Regions from separate parts of the Mus musculus genome. Here region 1 is linked to region 2. Evidence: chromatin contacts called from public promoter capture Hi-C data. All regions are on one chromosome and are shown on one strand. The core of a region is the stretch at or near the end of the contact, and the rest is flanking DNA. Distances in the headings are between cores, read along the strand shown.

What was found. Capture Hi-C pulls out chosen DNA fragments and counts their contacts.
Region 1: a contact with region 2 is called in a promoter capture Hi-C map of adipose tissue. The contact joins two enhancer-like sites. A contact is called at or near these places in 3 of 9 other capture datasets (adipose tissue, liver and pancreatic islet).

What each region holds. Positions count from the first base shown.
Region 1 is chr15:81,196,177-81,203,785 of GRCm38.p6, forward strand. No RefSeq gene overlaps it. Among named protein-coding and RNA genes, the nearest start is that of 4930483J18Rik, 9.1 kb to the left of the region's middle. Within about 2 kb of position 3,520, at least 79 of the 459 cell types and tissues checked have an H3K27ac peak or open chromatin away from gene starts, as enhancers often do. A contact at or near this core is called in adipose tissue, where this site is marked.
Region 2 is chr15:80,911,932-80,918,805 of GRCm38.p6, forward strand. Tnrc6b (trinucleotide repeat containing 6b) reads left to right here. Exons shown (of 25, transcript NM_144812.3): 18 at 1,374-1,511; 19 at 4,753-4,929; 20 at 6,020-6,166; 21 at 6,580-6,675. Among named protein-coding and RNA genes, the nearest start is that of Mir5113, 25 kb to the right of the region's middle. Within about 2 kb of position 4,115, at least 33 of the 459 cell types and tissues checked have an H3K27ac peak or open chromatin away from gene starts, as enhancers often do. A contact at or near this core is called in adipose tissue, where this site is marked.

The sequences.
Region 1 (7,609 bases), core at 2,270-4,769, 280 kb after region 2:
GGGGTGCTGTCTCAGTACTCTGTGGCCTCATAGACAAGCCATCCAATTTTGGGCCTCCGATCATGGTCCCTGTGATGAATTCTTCAATACAAATGTAAGACTTTAAATTTAGCCTGTTAATAACCAGCATACAAGTATCATTTTTTTCTGTCTTTCTAAGACACTGTCTAACCCTGGCTGGCCTGGAACTCCCTCTGTAGACCGGGCTGACCTGAACCTCACAGAGATCCACCAGCCTCTGCCTCCTGAGATGCAGGGTGCGCAGCAACCTGCTTTTTCCATACGATCATCTCACCACTTCTGACTTCTGAAAGACAAAGCCAGTGACAGGACATCTTGACAGACTGTTGGACACGGATCCCACACATCCAACCTGGGCTCCATATGCCTAGAAAACACACCCACTTCTCCTTTCTTCTCTGTCTCTCTTCCTGGGTAATTCCCCCAAGGCTATTCTCTAGGTCTTGACTTAGCTGTCCTCCGCACACACTTTGCCTTTCTGTGGCTTCCCTCTCATTCAGGTAGGTCCTGATGCCTGCAAAGTCCCCTCCTCCCCTTGGGTTCAAATCCCAACACTCATCCCACTGCCTCCAGGAAGCCCTCAGGTATTTCTTTAACCTTGGTTTTCTCTGACACTATATAGCTCTCACTCGGCAGTGCTCGGTGATAACTAAGTCCTTAAGGGCATGATGAGGTTTACCCTGGTGATAGTCTACTGCAGTTATGATCCCCATACTCGAGATAAGGAAACTGAGGCTGAGTGAAGGTGCATACATTCCTTGCCCAAAATCACAAAGCTAAACACTAGCAAAACCAGAGATTAGAATCCTGCATACAATTTGGCAAGTATTTATTGGCTGCAAAGAGAGAGATAAAGGAAATATTTAAAGATAAAATAGTCCGGGCAAGGTAGATAATGTATGCCTTTAATTCCAACACTCAGGAGGCAGAGGCAGGAGGATCTATCACTCCAGGTTGCAGGTAAACCTGGTCTACATAGTGAGTTCCAGGCCCACCAGGGCTACGTCATGAGATCCTGCGTTAAAAAAAAAATTTTGCCATCGTTACAAACAGGCTCTACAGACAACGTGCAGCGGCCATGCTGTGAACGTGATGCGGATGAGAGCTTGAATCTGGTGAGGTCCAGAAAAGCCACTGGCAGGTTTGTTTGATAGACAGCACTGAGGTGGGGCATTTAGCTCCGAGCGCTCTGTAAACACAGGGCAGGTCTGAGGGAGATATCTGCTTTGCTTTGGGAGAGATAAGAGCTCCAATGCTTGTTTGAGGTCCTGATGTCAAAAGTAAAGAGTGCTAAAGTGAAGTGTTGTGTGCTCCTGAGGGTGGGAGCCAAACTAAGATAAGAGTTACCTGGTAAAGCTTTGCTCTCTCTCGCTCTCTCTCTCTCTCTCTCTCTCTCTCTCTCTCTCTGTGTGTGTTTGTGTGTGTGTGTGTGTTTGTGTGTGTGTGTAATGTGTTGTTGTTGACTGTGCTTCTGCTTTTTTAGACAGGGTATCATTCTGCAAGCCCAGGCCAGACTTGAACTCACGGCACTCAGCCTGCATCTGTGTCCTGAGTCCTGGGATCGTGGGTGCTATCACAGCCACCACACCCAGGCAATAGTCTGATGGCTGGATTGGAAAGACTGTGAAATGGATTTGGGGAGCCGAGGCTATAGCTTAATGGCCTTTTTATTGTTTTGGTTTTGTTTTTTTTTTTTCACTTGTAGGGGATCAAATTCAGACATTGCTAAGCAAGTAGGAGTTCTGCCACTGATTTATATTCCAAGACATATTTTCCCCCTATGATCTACAAACCCTTTCTCTTGCTCTGAAATCATCCTTGAGAAGTGGCAATCACTTTTTAGTATTCCCATAATAGCACAGTAGGGAAACTGTAGCTGGCAACAATGAATCGAATGATTCAGAGTAACGGATAGAAAGGGCTTTGAATGTTCTTAACGCAAAGTGATGGATGGACGACGGATGGATGGATGGATAGACAGACAGATGAATACATAACCCAGTTGGCTGGATTTAAGCATTGCACATTGTATATCTGAGATGGCATATCACACTGTAAACCATAAATATATACAATTATAGTGTGTCAATTAAAAAGAGTTTTTGCCTGCTGTGTGGCCTGTGTGAGGTGACACGAGAGGATCAGGAGCTTGAGGCTATCCTCAGCTAATTATTAGATTGGGCTACAGGAGATCATGTTTCAAACAACAAAAACAGCTGGGCGTGGTGGCACAGGCCTTTAATCCCAGCACTCGGGAGGCTGAGGCTGGAGGATTGCTGCAAGTTTGAGAGCAGCCTGGTCTGCATGGTGAATTTTAGGCCAGCCAGGACTATATAATGAGACCCTGTCTCAAAACAAACAACAGGGGCTGGAGAACACACAGCTTTTGCAGAGCTGAGTTAGGGCCTCAGCCACACTGTCAGGCAGCCCACAACCTCCTGACGCCCTCTTCTGGACTCCACAGGCGTTGCACCCAAGTGCACATACACATTTACACATAATTTAAAAAAATCCTTTAACTAAATGAACAATAACAACACAACAAGGCTCTATTTATAATGTTTTTGGAGTCAGGAATGGTGGTGCACACTTTAATCCGAGCACTCAGGAGGCAGATCTCTGAGTTCGAGAACAGCCTGGTCTACAATGTAAGTTCCAGGACAGCCAGGGTTACACAGAAATTTCAAAACAACAATGACAAAACAGCAAACAAACAAAAACACACAACTAGACTCCTGTTGTTATCAAGAAATACCGTAGGTTTCAAACACTTTTTATTATTTTATTTTACTTTCATTTTCAAAACAGAGTTTCTCTGTGTAGCCTTGGCTGTCCTAGAGCTCACTATATAGACCAGGCTGACTTGAACTCATAGAGACCCACCTGCCTCTGCCTCCTGAATGCTAGAGTTAAAGGTATGTGCTACCATGCCTAGCCTGGGATCTATATCTTACTCAGCACCCATGAGTCTCTCTGTGTCCCCAACGCCATTTTTCAGTCTTACCTCCATCTCACAGATAAGAAAACGCAGAGGGTCAAACAAGTAAGGTGACCAAGTGTCCCAGTTTGCAGGGACAAAATAAAGATCCAAGACAGGACAAATTTCAAAGTATCATCTACAAGATACTTTGCACACTTGAATTACATGAGCCAGGCAAACGCACAAATGTTGGAGTCTATTTTATCATCACAAGCAGTATCTCCATCTCCCAAGGGCACACAGTGTTTTTTAACCCTGGTTCTAGGAATCAGAACTCTGCCACCAGTCCCTTGCTTGGCTCTCTTTGGGGACTTCAGGAAAGAACACAGATGTAGGGTGGTTTTGTTTTTGTTTTCTATGCTGATATTTTTGTTTCTGTTTCCGTTTTGCTTGCTCAACCAGGGTAGAGATCATGCAAGCTAGATAAGCCTTCTGTCCTAAAACATATTCTTACATTGATCTGTGTATTTTGAGCCAAGCCTCCAGAGAGTCACAAAATGGATGAGTTTTCGTCTGAAGAGTGAAGGAATCCAAACTGGAAGAGTCTTTGCTGGAGGAACGCTTAACTACAGAGATCTACAGAGATCTACTTTAAAAGATGTTCTTTGGCGCCCCCTGGTGGTTATGATCACAACATCTTTTTAGAATTTTGTGGGTTTGGGTTTTTTTTTTTTTTGCTTGGTTTGTTTTGTTTTTCAAGACAGGGTTTCTCTGTGTAACCTTGGTTGGGTGTCCTGAAACTCACTTTGCAGACCAGGCTGGCCTTGAACTCACAGAGAGAGAGATGCCTAACTCTGCCTCCTAAGTGCCGGGACTAAAGTTGTGTGTCACCACCACCACCACATGGGCCCACATCTTTTTAAAATTATTAACATTTTAGTCCTTTCAAAAGAGGTAGAAACAACAGCCAAGAAAAGCTAAAGTAAAGACAAACATGAAAGTTGCATGTTTCGGCTCAGGCATGAAATCGCAGCACTTGGAGACTTAAGCAGGAGGGTTGCAGTAGTTCAAGGCAAACTGATTTATAGCATGACTTCCAGCCAGTTAAATAAGGGAACACTGTTGAAAAATAAATAAACTAAACTGAACATTAACAGGATTTTGTGTATGAGTGTATGTATGTGTGAGTGTGTGTATGTATGAGAGAAAGTGTGTGTGTGTGTGTGTGTGTGTGTGTGTGTGTGTGTGAGAGAGAGAGAGAGAGAGTATGTGTGTATATGTGTGTGTGAGAGTGTGTGTGGGTGAGTGAATGTCAGTGTGTGTGAGAGTGTGTTTGTGTGAGTGTGTATGAGTGTATTTATGAGTGCATTTCTGTGTGAGTGTGTGTGTATGTCGGTGTGAGTGTGTGTGTGTATGTGTATAAATGTATGAGTGTGTAAATGTATGAGTGTGTGTGAATGTTTATGAGAGTGTATCTGTAAGTATATGTGTGTGAGAGTGTATGTGTGAGTGTGTGTGGGTGTATGTGTGAGAGTGTATGTGTGAGTATTTATGTGTATTTCTGAGTGTGAGAGTGTATTGTGAGTGTGTGACTGTGAGTGTATGAGAGTGTATGTGTGAGTATATGTGTGTGAGGGTATATGTGTGAGAGTGTGTGTGACTGTGTGTCTGTGTGTGTATGTGTGAGTGTGTGTGACTGTGTGAGTGTATGAGAGTGTATGTGTGAGTATATGTGTGTGAGAGTGTATGTGTGAGTGTGTGTGTGTGAGTGTAAGAGTGTGTGTGTGTGAGTGTGCATGTGTAGATCAGAGGAGGACCCCTGTGTCCTGCTCTATCACCCTCCACTTTATCCCATCTCACTGGAGCTAGGCTGATGATGGACTGCAAGTTGCAGCAATCCACCTGTCTCTGCTCCCCTACATAGCATATAGGCGTCACAAGCACAATTGGTCACATCCAGATTTGTTTTAAAACCCAGACGCTGGGGATTCAAACCCTGGTCCACCCTCAGCAAGTCCTCTTACTCCTTGAGCCATCTATACAGCCACAGTTGTGGATGGTTGGTTGGTTTTCTTCTCTTAAATGAAATCTGCCCAAGCTGCAGTAGTGCAAGGCAGGGAGACTCAGGGCCACAGTTAAAGCACACGCTGAAACAGCGCAGTCATCAAAACTCATAAGATTTCACTGCAACACTTCAGCAAGCCAAAATTAATGCAAACATCCACGACACAAAATACTATTTTTGGTTTTTGGTTTTTTTTAAAGATTTATTCATTTATTTATTTTATTTATATGAGAACACTGTAGCTGTCTTCAGACACACCAGAAGAGGGCATCAGATCCCATTACAGATGGTTGTGAGCCACCACGTGGTTGCTAGGAATTGAACTCAGGACCTCTGGAAGAGCAGCCAGTGCTCTTAGCCCCAAGAAATTCTGTCTTAACAAACAAACAACATCAAGGATGGCCACAACTATAAAAAAAAGAAAGTGAAAAGAACAAAAAGGGTGTGTGTGGGAGGGGACAAAACCAAAACCTAAACTACAAAATTTCTAGAAGAGAATATTTGTGACCTTCATTAGGAAAGGATTTCTTAGAGGTGATGTCAAAAGCAGGGCTGGAGGCCATGCTTGGTACCACAACAATTGTCCAGCATGCTTTGACGCCTTGGGATCCATCTCCGCACTGGAAAGAAAAGACAGGCCACAGCCTAGGAAAGGCCATCTGAGAATCAACTGCCCAGTAAAGGACTCACAAAGAGCTTTTGAGAAAATCTTTTATTGTGTTTCAAAGATGATTGTGTTGAGGAGACACTTGGTACATACTGCATGGTGAGAGGCCATAGGTCAACTTGCAAGAATCAGTTCTCCCCATCCACCATGTGGATCCCAGAAATGAAAATGACATCATCAGGCTTGCCTGCAAGCACCTCTACTCAGTGAGCCATCTCGTTGGCCCCAAAAATGTCATTGAGGGTTTGTAGGTTGGTTTAATTAATTAATTAATTAATTAATTAATTAATGTGTGTGTCTGTGTGTGTGTGTGTGTGTGTGTGTGTGTGTGCGCGCGCGCGCGCTCAATGGCACACATATAGAGGTCAAAGACAACTTGCAGGGGTCAGCTCTCTCTCTCTACCATGTGAATCTTAGGGATGGAACTCAGGTCACTAGACTCAAATACAAGCTTTACATGCTGAGCCATCCCCATGGCAGCACCGCCACCTCCATTTGTTTTTGTTGTTTTTGGTTTTGTTTTTTTTCGAGACAGAGTTTCTCTGTATAGCCCTGGCTGTCCTGGAACTCACTCTGTAGACCAGGCTGGCCAGAAATCCGCCTGCCTCTGCCTCCCAAGTGCTGGGATTAAAGGCGTGCGCCACAACTGCCCGGCCAATTTTTTTTTAAAAACTCATTAAACATTCCAACTTTTCTTAAATGGATAGAACATTGGAACACATTACCAAAAAGAGATATCTAGGTCACTATGGTGGTTTGAAAATAAAATGGCCCCCATTGGCTCACAGGGAGTGGCACTATTGGGAGGTGTGGCCTTGCTGGAGTGGGTGTGGCCTTATTGAAGTGGGTGGGCTTTGAGGTCTCAGAAGCTCAAGCCTGCTTAGTGCCTCAGTTTTACCTTTGTTGTCTTTGCATCAAGATGTAGAACTCTCAGCCCCTCCTCCAGCACACGTCTGCCTGCACACTGCCATAATTCCCGCCATGACCATAATGGACTAAGCCTCTGAACCTGTAAGCCAGTCCCAATTAAATGTTTTCCTTTACAGTAGTTGCCATGAAGCCAGGCGTGGTGGCGCATGCCTTTAATCCCCTCTCACTTGGGAGGCAGAGGCAGGCGGATTTCTGAGTTCGAGGCCAGCCTGGTCTACAAAGTGAGTTCCAGGACAGCCAGAGCTATACAGAGAAACCCTGTCTCAAAACAACAACAACAAACAAAAACAAACAAACAACAAAAAAAAGAGTTGCCATGGTCATGGTGTCTCTTCACAATAATAGAAACCCCAACTAAGACAGTCACCAAAAACACGTGAAAATGTACTTCAGCTCCAGGGTCATCAGAAAAATGCAAATTTACAGTCAGACTGAGTATAGCCCCAGTGTTTGAAGGTGGAGGCAGAAGGATCAGGAGGCTAAAGCCGGTGGTCAGCCATGTTGCAAGTTCAAAGCTATAAAGCTTCATGGGAGACTCTGCCTCAAAAATAAATAAATAAATAAATAAATAAATAAATAAATAAATAAATAAATAAGTAAATAAATAAATAAAATAAAATAAACAACTCAAACCTTAGAAAAACTGATAGTGGGATCACAGTAGAGGTGAGTGTGACCTATTTAAAGCTTGCGTTCTCACTGGAGTGGCTGTAACTGTGAGAGACAGGGCCCAGGAGTGTAGTCTCATGGTAAAACATTTACTCAGCATGCACGAGGGCTCTATGTTTAACCCCTAACACCAAACCAAACAACCCAAACCCAAACTCAACACTATTCAAAACCAAACCTATGAAAAGGAAATCCAAATTAAATGGCAACACAACCCCCCTCCAATACTTCTTGACTCGATGAGAGAGAGAGAGAGAGAGAGAGAGAGAGAGAGAGAGAGAGAATGAGAAGGCTAGAGAGATGGTAAAATTTCAACGCTGGAAATCTACCTTCCTTG
Region 2 (6,874 bases), core at 2,865-5,364:
AGTGCAGATTGCTCTTAGAGAGCACCTGAGGCTGGGTCCCAGCACCCACAGCCACCAGCACTTCAGCTTCAGGTCTCACACACTTTCTCTGGCCTGTGCAGGCATTAGACCCACACACAGATAAATGCAGTTAAAAATTAAAAAAAAAAAAATTTAAAGCTCAATTCTACTTACCACCTTTACCCTCCAACCAACCAGCTGGGCTAGTAATTTCAGTTATAAATGTGTATCTTCATAGAAATAAGTATCATTTAAGATGAAGGGAAAGTTTCAGATCCTCACCCCACCCATGTCTGTGCATGAGTAAAATTAAGCCAGACAGTAGGATAAGCCCTCAGGGGAAGCAGACCATGACTTGGGCCTCATAGGACTTGGATCAGTAGAGCTCGAGGGAGAGCCAGTCTAAGGCATCCTTTTACACTGGAGAGCAAGTGGCAACAGCTGGGCGGAGTCCTGGCTGGAGCCCCAAAGCCTGTTGACTGAGGTGGAATGGGGACTAGTGTTTGTCCCCACTCACCCACAGTCCCTTATCCCCAGACTCCTGTGGCTATGTAGACCCATTTTGTTGGTTGGCTTTAATCTGCAACTTACCTGTTTTGAGAGTTCATTTGAAAGCTGCGTTCTACCCAGTGGAGAACAGGTGACAGCCCTGTGAAACTGTGCTGGCAAGACTCTCAGGCTGTATGTAGCTTTTAGTTCTCTGGTGCTCCGTAGTAGTGGGAGAGCCTGATGCTTGGGGCTCACAGCACTGTGAATTCAGACTCTCTTTAAAAAAAAAAAAAAGCTTCCTGTACCTTTGAGGGTGTTCCTCTCTGTGGGGAAAAAAACTGTTCTCTCTCTCTCTCCCCTCTCTTCTCTCTCTCTCTCCTCTCTCTCTCTCCCCTTTCTCTCTCTCCTCTCTCTCTCTCTCCCTCTCTCCAGGAAAACACTGGAGTATCAGTGGGCTTCTTGCCCTTCTCTAGGCACAGCTGAATGTCAGGAGTCAGACCTTGTACTGGCTCCTAAACCCCCTAGATGGTGAGGTTCCTTTGTGTAGCCTTTCCTCTCTCCCACTGGAATCCATAACAACTCACTCTCCCATGTTGGTGTCAGATGTGGTCAGAGAATGGTTGAATCCCCCTAATTGTAAGGCACAAATGATTGCTCAGAAAAATGTGGGTGCAGGTAAGCACTGAGATTATACCTAATGAGATGACCCATTTTCATGCCATAAAGAGACAACAGTTTTTAATCCAGAAGGACCCAGAATTAGAGTTTTGAATCAAGCAGCTGTTTCTGTATAAAGACCATGTCAAAAGGCATCCTTGGACTCCTCCTGAAGTATTTAGTTTCTGATGGAAGAAACGTATAGACATGTTGTGATCTCTTTGCAGGCTTCAGCTCTGGTGGCATGGACTATGGTATGGTTGGTGGCAAGGAGGCTGGGACCGAGTCTCGCTTCAAACAGTGGACCTCAATGATGGAAGGGCTGCCATCTGTGGCCACACAAGAAGCCACCATGCACAAAAACGGTGAGAGAGCAGCCTCATGTTAGTAGCAGAATCTTCTGATCCCTACTCAGGCCTTGACCAAGTATTCTGCATGTTTTGTTGGCTTTTGTATGTGTGTGTGTGTTTCCTTTTTGAGACTGGGTCTTTCTCTGAATTCTAGGCTGGCCTGGAACTCCCAGAAACCTCCTACCTCAGCCTCCACAGTGAAGACATTAAGGCATGTCCTACCACACTTTTAAGGCAATATCTCAGGCAGGCTTAGTATATAATCCCACCACTAAGGAGGCAGAGGCAGGTGGATCTCTCTGAGTTCAAGTCAAGCAAATTCCAGACCAATATAAAGAGACCCTGTCCCCCAAAAAATGTTATTTAGTTAAGTAAAAGAATAACTGCACTGTCTTGTAGCCCATACTGCCTTGAACTCAACAAGTTTTGTTGCCTTCATCTCCTATGTCCTGAGATTAACAGTGTATACTACCATGCCTTCTTTTATGATTTTTTTAACTCTTATGTGTATGCATATTTTGTGTATGTCTGTGCACCACATGCATGCAATACCCTCAGAGACCGAGAGAGGGTGTTGGACTGCTGGGAACTGCAGTTAAGCACCATGTGGGTGCTGGGAAGCAAACCTATGTTCTATAGAAGAGCAGCCAGTGCTCTTAAGTACTGAGCCATCTCTATAGCCCTCCCTTTTGTGAATTTTTATTTATTTATTTTTTAAGCACAAATCTTTAGCTTTTGGTAATGAGTCTCTTGGTTATTTTCCCTAAGTCTTATGATCACCTATCAGAGGAAGGTTTGGCTTAATTCATCTTTCAAGGCATTTAAAGGGTTCTAATTAAGGCTGGCATAACGTCCCACTTCCCATGGGATTGAGAATAGTTATTGTGCACCCATAAGATTAAAGCCCTATTTAAGTGTCTTAAGAGAACATGGGAGGCAGAGGCAGGCTGATTTCTGAGTTCGAGGCCAGCCTGGTCTACAAAGTGAGTTCCAGGACAGCCAGGGCTACACAGAGAAACCCTGTCTCAAAAAAACAAAAAACAAAAAAAAAGAGAGAGAGAGAACAGAATCCTCTTGCTGAGGTGTTGGTTGGTTTGGTTAGCTGAGAATTTGTGGTCCGTGCTAATCTCAAATTCTTGGCTCTGTGCTTTTTGGGAGCTCAGAGATCAGTATCAGATTTTTGAAAACTCCTGCCCTGACCTGGGTATTGTTGTACATGCAAGTTAAAAACCAGCATAAGCTATACTTAGTTCAAGGTTGTATTGGAAGATGTAGTGAAACCCTGTCTCAGAAAAAGAAGAAAGATTCCCTAAGCTTCAAAAGATTGCTAGTAGATGAGAATTCTTTTTTTGTTTGTTTTTTGTTTTTGTTTTTTCGAGACAGGGTTTCTCTGTATAGCCCTGGCTGTCCTGGAACTCACTCTGTAGACCAGGATGGCCTCGAACTCAGAAATCTGCCTGCCTCTGCCTCCCAAGTGCTGGGATTAAAGGCATGTGCCACCATGCCCGGCATAGATGAGAATTCTTAAGGTTTAAACTTTGTTCAGAGCCCCTTGTTCTCTGTGAGTTAGTGTCCCTCCAGACAGCATCTGAGTCATACTGGATTAGCCTTGCCTGTCCATCATTTCCTTTCAGAGCTTCTTCATTTCCCTAGAAAACAGATAAGAAGTCTAGACCTTCTTCCAGCCTTCAATGCAATGCTTGTTTCATTTGTCAATATTTCATTTGGATTCAGAGTTGTCTCCATGAGAATCAATATAGATAAGTGTCTGGTGTTCCTGCTGCAGAGCCTCAGCAGTCTTAACCCAGCCAGCTCATTCAGGTTTCTGTTATAAACCCTCTTTAATAAGCCCATTATAAAACTTCTTTAATAACCCCCATGCAGAGACTGGGAAAGAAGCCACCCAGAGCTCTCTGCCTGTCCCATTAAGCATGATCAAAATCAAGAATAATTTACTGAAATTATAAAGGCTGTTTTATGGACTGAGTAACCCTAGTCTTGGGTCATCCATAGCTCTGGGCACTTTAATAACTTCCTCAGGCTAGTGATTTGCCAGGTCTGGATAATAAATATAAATAAAATGGCATGCTAAAAGATACCTCAGTACAGTATCCTCTTTCCTTATCAGAAAATGTAGATCATGTTTTCCCATTTCCTTGGCAGTCAATCCCCAAGATAATTGAGCATTTCATTCTGCACTACCTCACTGTGCTGTACCTCAGGGTGTGAGCCACACTGTCCACAGAAAAGCAAATGTCCTCTTAGAGGATGGAGACACTAATAATATTCCCTTAGTCTAAACCAAACAGATTGCTTACTCAGTATTTATATAAGCATTTTATTATCCTGAAAATCATTCTATGTGCTCATGATTCACCACTCTAAGACTATGCTCAAATTAAAGTAAAAAAATTATGGCTATTTTTTACTTAATGAACGTTAAGCTTTCAACTTTTCCTCCATGAAAATGCTTCAAGGAGCTACTAACAAAGCCACAGGAATACCCTTGGGAACACAGTGACAGAGGATTTTCTCTTTTCTGTATGTGAGGCCCTGGGCTCAGAAATGCAGTTCATTGCTGGCGTGCTGGCAAAGACCTTGTGCAGGAATTCCACTTCATTGCCTTGGAATTTAAAGCAGTTGTAGATGGCTTTCTCTCCAGTGGACTCTGCACACTGCCAATTCCAGATAACCCAAGCTCAACCAGCCTTTAAGAGCTGGGTTAAGAAGCATCAATAGAAAGATCACTTAAAACTGTCCAAGACTCTAAATTTGTTCAGTTCTTCTCATTTTTTACTTTTGAATAATTAGCTTAGAAATCTCTTAGATACTGTGCTTTGTACTTTTGTATATGTTTCACTGGTTTTATAGGACTATAGAATTTCAGATTGAAAGGGCTTTTCTAGAATGAGAACACTCGTGTGGGCTTAGGTGAGAAATGGAGAAGCTCAGAGAGGTGAGCCGAGTCATCACGGCCGTGCTTTTATTAATGGTTGCCCAAAGTTCTTTATTCCTGTGTGGGTGGGTGGTTTTTAGTTTGCTTGTATGTCTGTGCACATGTGCATGCCTATTCCCAACACAGGTCATAAGAGGGCATCAGACCCCCTGGAACTGGTGTTTCAGACAGCTGGAAGCTGCCATGTAGGTGTTGGAATCAAACCTGGGCCCTCTGAAAAACAGCCAGTGGTCTGAACTTCTGAGCCAACTCTCTACCCCTGGCGCTCTCTCTTAGTCAATTATTTCTTTCTTTTCTCAGGCGCTATAGTGGCCCCTGGTAAGACCCGAGGAGGTTCACCATACAACCAGTTTGATATAATCCCAGGTGACACACTGGGTGGCCATACGGGTCCTGCTGGTGATAGCTGGTTACCTGCCAAATCTCCACCGACTAATAAAATCGGAAGTAAATCCAGCAATGCCAGTTGGCCTCCAGGTATTGTTCATAAACTGCCTTTCCTAGAATAGTTCAATGACATTCAGGCTCTGAACACACCTCTTGTACAGCTCACTGTACTGAGGAAGGCCCATGCTTTCTTTTCTGCATTTAGTAGTTATTGTCTGATAAAGGTAAGGCCTGAACCTTGAAACGTGTGCCACGAGAAAAGTAAAGTTCTTCAAGAAATGGGAGTTAAGGAGAAAGGAGGTGGCCTTGTAGCTAGGCTTTGGCATTTATCCTGTATGTAGAGTTCCTTGGAAGATTAGCTCTTTTAAAGTGGCATTGAATTGATTGACACGCTCATTAGTCAGATCTGTCGTTTATCTATCTCCCCAGGTACAGTGATGAGTTTGGTAAGATTCATCTCTCTCTCGTTCTCCCTTCCTTGCTCTCTCCTTCCTCTGTCCCCTCCCTCTGTCTCTGTATTCTGTTTTCATTATAGAAAATTTAATAAAAGTCAGTAATTATCCTTCTCTTCACATATAATTCTGACATAAATGTATATAACTACATTTTATTAGAGTGAAATGAAATAATGCCTCTTGTTCATATAATACAATTATACATATAATACAATCTTCTCAACACAATTAGAGGTTAATATTACATGTAGCTTTAAATATAGCTTCAACCAATCAGTAAACACAGGATAAGCCTTCATATATAGTCTAGGTTTTCTCACGAGCAGTTAAATTATTCCCAACTATCCCCAGACAGACTGAGAAATAATGGTCACTTATTATATTTCATTTTATTATGGCCTTGCTTCCTTAGGCCATACCTACTTTTCCTTACAACCTGGCTTCCTCTAATATCATGTATGGAGCAATGTATGATCCAGTGCACACATACAAGTAAATGAACAGACAGTATGCTAATAGACAGGCTACTGACAAGAGTGTTTGTTCATGGTAAATTTTATTTCGTGATGAAAATCTGATGCATAGTAGATTTCATTGTTTAAACTTTTCATGGGACCATGGTTTTTTTTTTCCTACTAAACAGTTATTTTAACATAATAATAAAATAGGAAATGTTTAAGTTGTTTTTAACACTCTCCTATCCCTATCATTTCTTCTTATCACAGAATTCCAACCAGGAGTGCCATGGAAAGGTATCCAAAATATTGACCCTGAATCTGACCCCTATGTCACCCCAGGAAGTGTGCTAGGGGGTACAACCACATCTCCCATTGTAGATACTGACCACCAACTGCTGCGGGATAACACCACAGGTAAGTGAGGGCTGCAGGCTGCATGAATACTACCCAGCATTTTCATAGTTATTCGCCTGTGGCCTTGTTTCTATTTGTAGTACCTGATAATTTAAGCAGAAAATAGAAGCATGTTTTTTTTTTATATATGTGTATTGTTTGGTTACATTTTGTTTTTCCTTCCATTTGAGTTTAAATAAAAATACTTGCCGGGCATGGTGACACACACCTTTAATCCTAGCACTTAGGAGGCAGAGGCAGGTGGATTTCTGAGTTCGAGGCCAGCCTAGTCTACAAAGTGATTTCCAGGACAGCCAGGGCTACACAGGGAAACCCTGTCTCGGGAAAAAAAAAAAAAAAAAACTTACAAAGTTTCCCTGGTTATATTGACATTTGTCTCTAATATTTTCTTCCTCTTCCTCTTTTGTTATAAGGGTCTAATTCCTCCCTCAACACCTCGCTGCCTTCACCTGGTGCCTGGCCCTACAGTGCCTCTGACAACTCCTTTACCAACGTTCATAGCACTTCAGGTACTCGGTGGCGTTTCCCCTCTTGCTTAGCAGTTGACTGTGAGGCTCCTCTTTATTACCAGCATTTACTTTCTAAGGGGCACCACTTAAGGATGGGAAACACCTAAGTCAGCACAGATGGACACACAACCTTTCTTTGCATTCAGCATCTACTCAGGGAGTTCCTGGACTCCCAGAGATAGGATAGGTAACACAGGAC